2 separate regions of the Rattus norvegicus genome follow, and region 1 is linked to region 2. Evidence: chromatin contacts called from public Hi-C data. All regions are on one chromosome and are shown on one strand. Each heading gives the region's core, a stretch centred on a gene start, on an enhancer-like site or on the middle of the called end of the contact. The rest is flanking DNA. Distances are from core to core; before and after follow the strand shown.

Evidence for each region. A called contact is a pair of places that touch in the nucleus more often than the background predicts.
Region 1: a contact with region 2 is called in a Hi-C map of kidney, with 2.5 times the contacts expected there. The contact joins two enhancer-like sites. A contact is called at or near these places in 3 of 12 Hi-C or Micro-C datasets (the A7r5 cell line, frontal cortex and kidney).

Annotation. Positions count from the first base shown.
Region 1 is chr13:79,880,316-79,885,031 of GRCr8, forward strand. No RefSeq gene overlaps it. Among named protein-coding and RNA genes, the nearest start is that of Xcl1, 97 kb to the left of the region's middle. Within about 2 kb of position 1,711, at least 40 of the 93 cell types and tissues checked have an H3K27ac peak or open chromatin away from gene starts, as enhancers often do. A contact at or near this core is called in kidney, where this site is marked.
Region 2 is chr13:79,327,409-79,332,268 of GRCr8, forward strand. The region is part of intron 2 of Atp1b1 (ATPase Na+/K+ transporting subunit beta 1); the gene reads right to left. Among named protein-coding and RNA genes, the nearest start is that of Atp1b1, 10 kb to the right of the region's middle. Within about 2 kb of position 1,488, at least 16 of the 93 cell types and tissues checked have an H3K27ac peak or open chromatin away from gene starts, as enhancers often do. A contact at or near this core is called in kidney, where this site is marked.

The DNA of each region.
Region 1 (4,716 bases), core at 461-2,960, 550 kb after region 2:
GGTGATTTCCTTCAGGTGGTATTAACGTGTAACACAAAGGTTTTTAAACCCTTAGATTCTGTACTGGCTGGTTTTGTGTGTCAACTTGACACAAGCTCGAGTTATCACAGAGAAAGGAACCTCCCTTGAGGAAATGCTGTAGGACCTGATGAGCCCTATGTCCGGGAGATCCCACTCATGAAAACACGGAGACCGAGAGTGATGCAATCAAGCAAGAGGTTTAATGATCCAGCATGCTGGGGTTGCCCTGTAATTGGGACAGAGGCAACCCCAGAGTAGCAAAAGCACACACTTTTTATACACTGTGGAGGACAGCCTTTGGCAACAGCATGAGTTGGACCTTGATGATGCACGTTGACCCTTACATTCCTCAATGTAGAGATATCTTTGGCATGCAGATGGGGGACTGAAAAGGGCCCTGCCCTCTTTGCAGTTAGCACCCAGGAGCAGGGTGTTATTCTAAATTCTTTGGACAGGGTGTTATTCTAAATTCTTTGGACAGGGTGTTATGCTAAATTCTTTGGAAACTCTCTGGTTAAGGCAGCCATAGCCATTATGTTTGAATCTTACAATGCCTCCATGAGATCCAGCTGTAAGGCATTTTTTTCAATTAGTGATCAAGTGTTGGAGGGCCCATTGTGGGTGGTGCCATTCCTGAGGTGGCAGTCTTGGGTTCTATAAGAAAGCAAGCTGAGCAAGCCAGGGGGAAGCAAGCCAGGAAGCAGCATTCCCCAATGCCTTCTGCATCCATTCCTGCCTCCTAGTTCCTACCCTGTGTGAGTTCCTGTCCTGACTTCCTTTGGTGATGAACAGCAATGTGGAAGTGTACGCTGAATAAACCCTTTCCTCCCCAACTTGCTTCAAGGTCCTAATGTTTGTGCAGGAAAGAAACCCTAGGACAGATTCTCTCCCAGAGGCTTGTCTGTATGCCTCTTCCTGCCACCCTTTCTCTTGCCAGGCCCCTAACCAATTACTCCAATTATATGTTCTTTCTCAGGAACTCATGGATATTCCCACTTAACCCATCTCTACCAGAAGAATGACTATGTCTACTGCACAAGGCATTGCCTAGAGTGTTTTAAAGACCCATTCATAGCAGTTCATTTGCAAGCTTGAACCTACATGCAAATTCATGGGGGTGTTTAAAGGTGGAGCCTAATATAAGGTGCTATCATCAAGGAGAATTGATATAGTTACCTTGGACTTTACTTAGTTCTAAGAGAAAGAACAGGGAAAAAGCAGACCCTCCCTGCACTCTGGCTTCCTGCCTTGCCATGATTTCTCCTGCTCACAATGCTCCTCCCACAGGATGCCATCCACCATGAAGTAATACAGCCAGGGAGCCCTTTGCAGTGCTATTTGACCTTGCAGCCTCCAGTACTACGAGCCAAAAAAACCTCTCCTCTATACAAAGTCCCCAGCCTACTGTATTTTGTTACAGCAATGGAAAACGAACTAACACGACAACCCATCTGTAATGCAGACTTGACTTTTTCTTCTTCTATAAGACACTTCTATAAGGCAGTGTCCATCTAAAGACCCTTAGCATAAATGTCTGCTGGCGGAGAGAAAACACAGTGATGTGGAGGAACCGAGCCACTTGCTCGTGTAGCTTCTTTGGAAATCTCTGGCCACGCTGTGATGCATACCCAGTGCAGCTCCTGAAGAATGAGTCGGCATGCATTTAACTGTGGCGATATTACCTTGACTTTAAGGGGGAAACCTGCAGAGGGCTCTGTAGAACATACCGTAGCATAAAATGCTAGTCATAGGCTCGGAGGATTCTAGAGAGGGCATTAACATCTCTATCTGGCAGATAATCAGAAGAAACTTGAGGTTCTCCAGTTAACAGACTGTCTTAATCCATTCAAACAGCCTCAGTACATGAACAGCCCGACAGGAATATGGTGTGAGCCACCCGTGGGATTTTAAATTATGGAGCAATACCATTGCCAACAGTGAGCAGAAATAGGTGGAATTGTTTTAAAGCCGTGTCTTACTTAACATATCCAAAACATTGTCAACTCAATGTCAACTCAATGTAATGAATATTTTACATGACATATTCTCTCTCTCTCTCTCTCCCTCTCTCTCTCTCTCTCTCTCTCTCTCTCTCTCTCTCTCTCTCTCTCTCTCTTATCGTGCTGTCTTTGAAATCTGGTATATGGGTTTTGTAAAGCACATCTCAGCAAGCTATCTGCAAGTACTCGGCGGCCATGTGCACCTTGTAGCAAATGTCTCCAAAGCAATGGCTTTAAATCCTGCTCAGCTCTCTGCTCTCTTCCCTGATGTACTCCTTCGTGGCAGATCCTAGCGTGTAGGAGGAAGCTGCTTGGGCAGTAACCTTGCCTCTGGTGGGAATCTGCTGTCCTTGGCATTTTCAAAACCTTGGCAGCCCCCACCCGTGCCCTTTGTGCTCTGCTGCCCCCACTCAGCTTCACGGGTGCTGCTGCCACTTTCTGAGAAGGCTCGGTGTGGAAAGAAAAGGAAGTCAGGCAGGGTAGACAAATGTTTAACTCCATCTCTGTGTGTACCCTGTAATTTAAGGCTAAATCCAGCTCGATTCGGTTTCTGTGGCAACCGAAGGAACCAGCTTTCTCCACGGCTAAGTTCATCACTCGTTGTCAGACTCCTATACACGGGGTGCCCACAAAACACTCAGCTTCCCAAATACCCCAGCTCTGGTGTTCTAGAAACCCTAGACCCTGAGCTCAAGCCAGGAATACAAAGAATGGGCGCACCTAATCGCAGAGCATGTAGGGACGGCAAGAGCAAGACTAGCAGGGCTTTCTTCATAGCAGCCTTTCGAAACGGGACCGATTTCCTCGGCCCCAGGAAGGCTCTCTTCAGAGCAGGAGGCCGAAACAGGTGGCCTGAGAGTTCCTCGTTAGCCTGGCTGCACATCATAGGCCCTTACTAGAAGCTTTTCTCCTTTTGTTCACTTCCCTTCAGCACACTTGCATGGCCTGAGAGGCAGGTTTAATTTGGCTTTAGCCTTGAACCAGATGCTTCTGGAGCTTCTTCTACTGGGGTCCGGCTTGTGGAACCATTCTGGAACATCCATGGCAAGGGGTCCTTCTGACAGCCCTTCCCGGTCTCTGTCAAGTTCCTGTTTCTGCGGAGGTCTCCAGAGACGTGGCTTCCATGCATTTTTTTCTAACTCTAATCCACAAAACAAAATACAAGCGACATCATAAGGCACCATCAGACCTATCCATCTTTGCGGTAAGTTCCCCCACCACATTCTGCAAACCAATGCTCTAACCAAAGCTCTCTTCAGATCACAATGTAGCCCAGCATAGTAACTCTCTCTCTTGTAACCCCAGCACTTAGGAAAGTAACACAGGAGGGTTGTGAGTTCCTGGCTAGCTTTGGCTGTGCAATAAGACCCTGTCTAAGAAGACTAATTCATTTAATTTAATATTTTAAAAAATAAACAAAAAGAGCAGAACGCCACCGTAAAAGTCCCCTGGTTCCTCTGGTGAGCTCCCGTTGTCCTCAGAATAAAAGCATTAAACCTGGTGAAGAATCTAGGACTTAGAACTGGCCTCTGGCACCATAGCTTTTACACTCAGCCCTGAGGCTCACAGGCATCTCCTACCTCAGGCTGGCTCAGTCTTCCCTGTCTGAGGTCCTCTCCCATCCTGGGATGCACAGTCCCTCTCTTCTGTCTGATCTTACACTGCCCTTGTTCTCACCCCTGGCTTCATCAGCCAGGAAATCTGTAATCTTCTCCCTTGACCTACCCTGTCACCGTGACAATTTTATATCTGTTGGCATACTGACGTGGGAGCTAGACCTCTAGCTCCCCCACTGAACACTGAGCTTTAAAATGCAGAAATGCTTTCTGGTTTCGCTCAGCTACTTATCCCAGGATCTCCCGTAGTACTTGACAAAGAGTAAATGCCTAAAAATGATCTGCCGCATGAATGACTAAGGAATTTCAGGCGATAACTCCGGAGTGATAAAGGTGTGTTTAGGCCACGGTGTTGAAAAGACATCCAACTGAATGTAATCCTAGCTACTGGGAGGCTGAGGCAGAAGGACGACAAGTTCAAGGCCAGCTCGAGTAACTTAGCAAGACATTGTCTCAAAACCAAGAAACTGAGCTACAGCGGGGGGGCTTAGGTGGTACAGTGCTTGCCTAGCTAGCTTCTGTAAAGGCCGGAGCTTTCAGTCAGTCAGTCTGTCTGTCAGTCTGTCAGGCTTTCTGTTTCTGTCTCTCTATTTCTCTGCTTCTCTCTGTGTCTCTGTCTGTCTGTCATCTCTCTTTCTTTCTGCCTCTTTGTCTCTCTCTCTGTCTCTGTCTCTGTCTCTGTCTCTCTCTCTCTCTCTCTCTCTCTCTCTCCTCCCTGCCAACCCCTCCCCATCCCGTCTATTTTCAGTGAGACATAGGTGTGTGACCTCAGGTGACAGGAGAGCAGAGGAGCTGGCTGGATGCTATAGTCTGAATCCAAAATGCCCTCCCCGACAAGTTCATGTTACAAATATTTGGTCTTCTGCTAGTTATTTGGGGTGGTTCTGGAAGCTTGTGGGGGGTGGGACCAGGTTGAAAGACATAGGTTATTGGGGTAAGTCCTTGGCCTATCTGACCCATGGCCACTTCCTGTTGCTCCCCCTGTTTCTTGCAAACTCTTATTCTCTGCTCTCTCACGCTCTCTAACCATGGCAGACAAAACCCTCTGAAACTGGGAGCTCACTTAACTCTTCCTTTGG
Region 2 (4,860 bases), core at 238-2,737:
GGGTGGAGATGAAGACAAGGAAGCGAGAGTAGAGTTGGGAAGAGGAGTGCTCAAGATGACAATGTCAGGATTGATGACAAGCACCTTCCTGGGCAGCACGGTGGCACAGGCCTTCAATTCCAGCACTCATGGAGCTCTCTATGCTCCAGGACAGCCTGAAACAAGTTCAAGGCCAGCCAGAGCTACACAATGAGACTTTTTGTCTCAAACCAACCGAACAACAAAGAATCTTCTGGGGCGTGGGCCAGCGAGGTTGCTCAGCACGGAAAGCACTTGCTGTGCAAGCCTACTGACCTGACTGGATCCTGGGACCCTCATAAAGGTGCAAAGAGAAAACTGACTCCACAAAGTTGTCCTCGTATACACATACGCCACATGTGTATACCATGACACACGCACCCTATACTTCTTATAAAAGTGACTTTTTTTTAAATGTAAAGAATCTTCTTGGACAGGCTAATGCAAAGTCTAAAGGACAGAGGGGAAGCTGTGGACGGGGGAAAGGTGCTTCAGAATTAGCTCATAAAGTCTTCAGCTTGAAATAAACAAAGGGTACTCATGATTAAACATTCTCCCCCACCACAACACCCGGTTTTTCAAGACAAGGTTCCTCTGTGTAGCCCTGGCTGTCCCAGAGCTCACTCTGTAGACCAGGCTGGCCTGGAACTCACAGAAATCCACCTTCCTCTGCCTCCCCAGCGCTGGGATCAAAGGTGTGAGCCACCACACCTGGCTTGATTAAATCAGGAAAGATTGCTTTTTATGTCTAAATCAATCTCAGTATATTCTAGATAATTTGTTTTTATATTACATGGGAGGCTGCCCTGTGACTTACCAATTGTGCTATGATGCAAAGCACTGAGAACCTCTGACCTCTGCAAGGAGAAAGCCATCGAGGGCAAGAGTGTGGGACAACAAACAGATAGGACTGAAACAGGGGCAGGCAGCTAGAGGGCTGCCCAGAGTTGTAAACAGGACGTTAAGTCAAGGTGATTTGCCTGGCCCTGGGGGAGTGAAGGGCACAGACCAGTGCTAGAGAATTAAAAACCAGGAGAATGGGGGTGTTTTCCTAGAACAGCCCTGGGATCCTGAGAAAGTGGACTCTCGAGGGGCAGTCATGCCTAAGATCGGAGAACAAGTGCCTGTGAATTTGTCAGGCAGAACTGGACAAAGGGCAGAACTGTGTGCCCAGGGTTACCACAGGGCTGCAGGGCTTCCCAGGCCCAGGAGGGTGGGGCAGCTGGAAGGCTGAAGAAATGAAAGGGATCAAATGTCAGAAGCTAGAACAGCCCCACCTGTCCTTCAGAAAAGAGGGAAGCCCGGAGAAAAGAGACCGCAGCCAACCGAAAGGAGACTGCATGCAGCCAGCTTGCTAAGTAACAGCAGTGTAAGCTGTGGGCCCCAGCAGAGCAGGAGACACAGCAAAACCCCACCCTGCTAGCAAAGCAACGGAGTCCAACAGACAAGCTGCACCTACAAAGTGACCTTAAGGTCACACTGAAAATAAACAAGGTAGGACCCAGGTCACAAAGCAGGCTCACCCACGTCACTGTCCCTTCTGCCCTGGCATCAGTTGGAATTCCCCACTGCCTCTCACTTTCCAGCTGTCCCTCTGTATTCTCTTTCAGGGACCATTTCTTAGGTGTCTGTATGAGGTACAGTGATGCCACTTCTCGGAAGAGCAAAGGACCATGGGATTACCGAGAGTCCTTGTCATTCTCTCACCATCCCAAGCCAAGGTCCCCATTAAGAGACACAGAGTGACATGTGCCAGACCCCCAAACATGAGTCCCTGTATCTCAGTCCTTGTTTTTCAGGACCTTGGGTTCACCCAGATGTATACGCTGGCCTCACTTGCTCAGAAGTGCGTCAGCTGCCTGCCGCCTGCCATCTGACCCGTGAAAACGATGTGTACTATAGTTACCTGCAGTGGCACCACTGACCCAGAAGAGTGACGTGCAATCAGTGCCACCCTTCTCTAGTCAAGGCAAATAAATAACGAAATCAAACGCTGGAATCACACCGATTTCCACCCCATAGCTCAAATCCCTACCCCCACCCCCACCTTGCCAACTAGGGCCTTTGCCAGCTGGTACGCCCGCATAGATCTTTTGGCTTCTGGCTTTCCGTTGCCCACTTCTAAAGCTGTTAGTAGAAACAGAACAAGGGTGAGCTCTACTTCAGTGGTAACTCCCAGAGGCCAGAGCAGAACATCCATCCTCTGGCTATATGGTTCCAAACCACGGTCCCTGGAGCAGGTCTTGCCTCCTGACTCTGTTCTCAGCACCTAAGTGTCCAATAAGGAGGTGAAGCTCAATATAGCCTTGCTTTGCCACCACCAGCAAAAACTAGTCCTGCTGCTACCTTGCAAAGTCACCTTGGAGAACTGAAACAATAATTTGAATGCTAATTTTGGGTTCTTACAAATACTTCAGTTTGGGTGGTGGTAGCACAAACCATAGTCCCAGCACTCAGGAGGCAGAGACAGGTGTATATGAGTTCAAGGCCAGCCTGGTCTCACAAAAACCTAACACTCACACACAGGTGCACGCAAGCACAGGCGCCTCTGACTTCACACTTGCCCTTTCCAGATGCACCTGCCTCTGGGGCCTCTACCTTCTGTGAAACAACAGAGGCAAACACCCCCACTTCAGGCATCAGCAGGTGTTCACAGTAGGGGGAAGTGAACAGAAGACAAAAAAGAAAAGAGGCTTTTCACTAGTCGGCATTTTGTTTATAATGTAGCAAGTTTGTGATTTCTCAATCTGCTGCTGAAGTACTTCAAGGAGAATGTGGCCATTTTAACCTTGTAGCAGTTTCCCCATTGAATCCCAAAGCTCCCGAAGCCGACTGTGTGGACCTATCATTTGATACTTCTGATGACTCACAGCCAAGTACGCTTAAACAGGTATCATCTTCCACAGAAACCTCCAAGGGCACGGAAGGCTAAGAAAAACGTTCACATGAAGGCATCGCCTGTCTCCAATCCATTCCAGGTTGAAAGTACTTTCCAGTTACAAAGAAAATGGAGTGAGAATGACTTATACGGATACACATGTGAACCTTTACCGTTACTCATTTGGAAGAGTCCCTCCCTTTAAGTGTCAATCTGAACAACCTAGGTGTTTTATTTTTATTTATTATTTTATCTGTGGAGTTATTATCAAGACTTACTTTACAGAATTCTGGGAACCAGTCCCCTCCCACTTACCTTTTGCCTTGGGGTTAGCCAGGGTAGCCAGAAGACAATAGTCCTGCCTTGAGACAATAGTCCCATCTATAGCCTAGGTACACCCAGACACCTCAAGCCTGCTCCCTTTGAAAAGTCTTGGACTAGTAGCTCACCTGTTTTCTACAGTCTACTTAGCTGGTTAACCACCCTTGGTGTGTAGAAATCAGTGCCCAGTCTAAACCAAATGCCACAAACTCTGCTCCCCGGCCCTTCATGATTTCAGAATTATCCATCAGGAATCGTCTCCGTGGCTGCAGGAGAATTACTTAGTGAGGACATTGTAGCTTTTAACAATACAATTTCACAGGATATGGAGTGTGATGTTTTGGCTAGCTCCTGACTGTGTTTATTCCCCAAACAAGGAAGGCGCTACTTCTTTATGAAAGGGATGCAATAGACAAGTTCTAGGCATTTTACACCATGGGTTTTTTGTTTTGTTTTTGTTTGTCTGGGTTTCTTGTTTTGTTTTGTTTTTGCCAAGGTCAAAGAAAGAACAAGTGTATACTTGACTTGTCAAACTTCAAAATGCAACGTTGGCCGAGTCATTAATATCCTGAAATCTGAGACCTTAGTGTGTATGACACTCTAGGGGGCCCATCCCTGAATGATGGTGGGTACCTTCCTGGTCAGAAGCTATGCGTAATAATACGTTATTGGATGCCCTTCATTGCCCAAGCCTCTCTGGAGCCGTCAAGTGGAGACTTCTAGCATGAGAGCCCTCAATGATCAATGACCTGTCCTATCGGGTCTGATTCTACATCAGCAGAAATGAAGGTGTTAGACCAACAGTCTTTCCAATGCTGTCTCTCTTCTTGTGTGAATCCCACAAGCCCGAGATGACACTGACACATCTGCCTTTTCCTCCACGATCACTTCCATTTCCTTGTTAGCTCCTCTTAGCAGAGGTCCCAGTCTGCTTACTCCCCTTCAAGTGAGTAAAACCCACTTTTCTGCAGTTTTGGCCTGACCTCAAACTTGTGGCAATCCTCCTGCCTCTCAGCCACATGAAGACATTCCATACCTGGCTTCCCAAAAATATTTCATGTTAATCACTGGGCTCCCTGCATACCTAGAAGACTTTAGAAATAAACTACTTGGGCTATCTCCTTCGGTCACCGGTTGACAGGATCCATGGGAGGGTGGGAAGAGTAGAAGTCAAACCCAAATGTGTCAGCTAGGTGATCACAAACCAACTGACAGGAAATGGTAGAAAACACCCAATGCTCTGAGGAGACAGTTTCTCCAAATCACATGGAGAAACTGGTTCTACTCCTACCTCTGAAATCAGAGAGGGCCAATCATCGTGTAGTTTGAAAAAACAGGTTTTCTGAGACTGAAGCGTGCGGAGGGGTGGGCTACGATGGCTGTGCCCTCATGAACTGGCTGTGTTCCATTCACAAAGAGAAACTCAAATGGCTGGTCCTACTCATAGTCGTCTACCCCACCTTCCTGCCTCAATTCTGGTTATCCAGGTGCCAAGAATTTGACCCTTTTAAACTGAGTTCCCTCATCATTGAGCTATCTTTATGAATAAAACAAAGAACCTCCTACAACTTAAAGAGGAAGAACAGAGAACACATTCCTACCTTTGCTCCAGGAAGCAAGCCAGGTAGGGACTCTGTGGACTC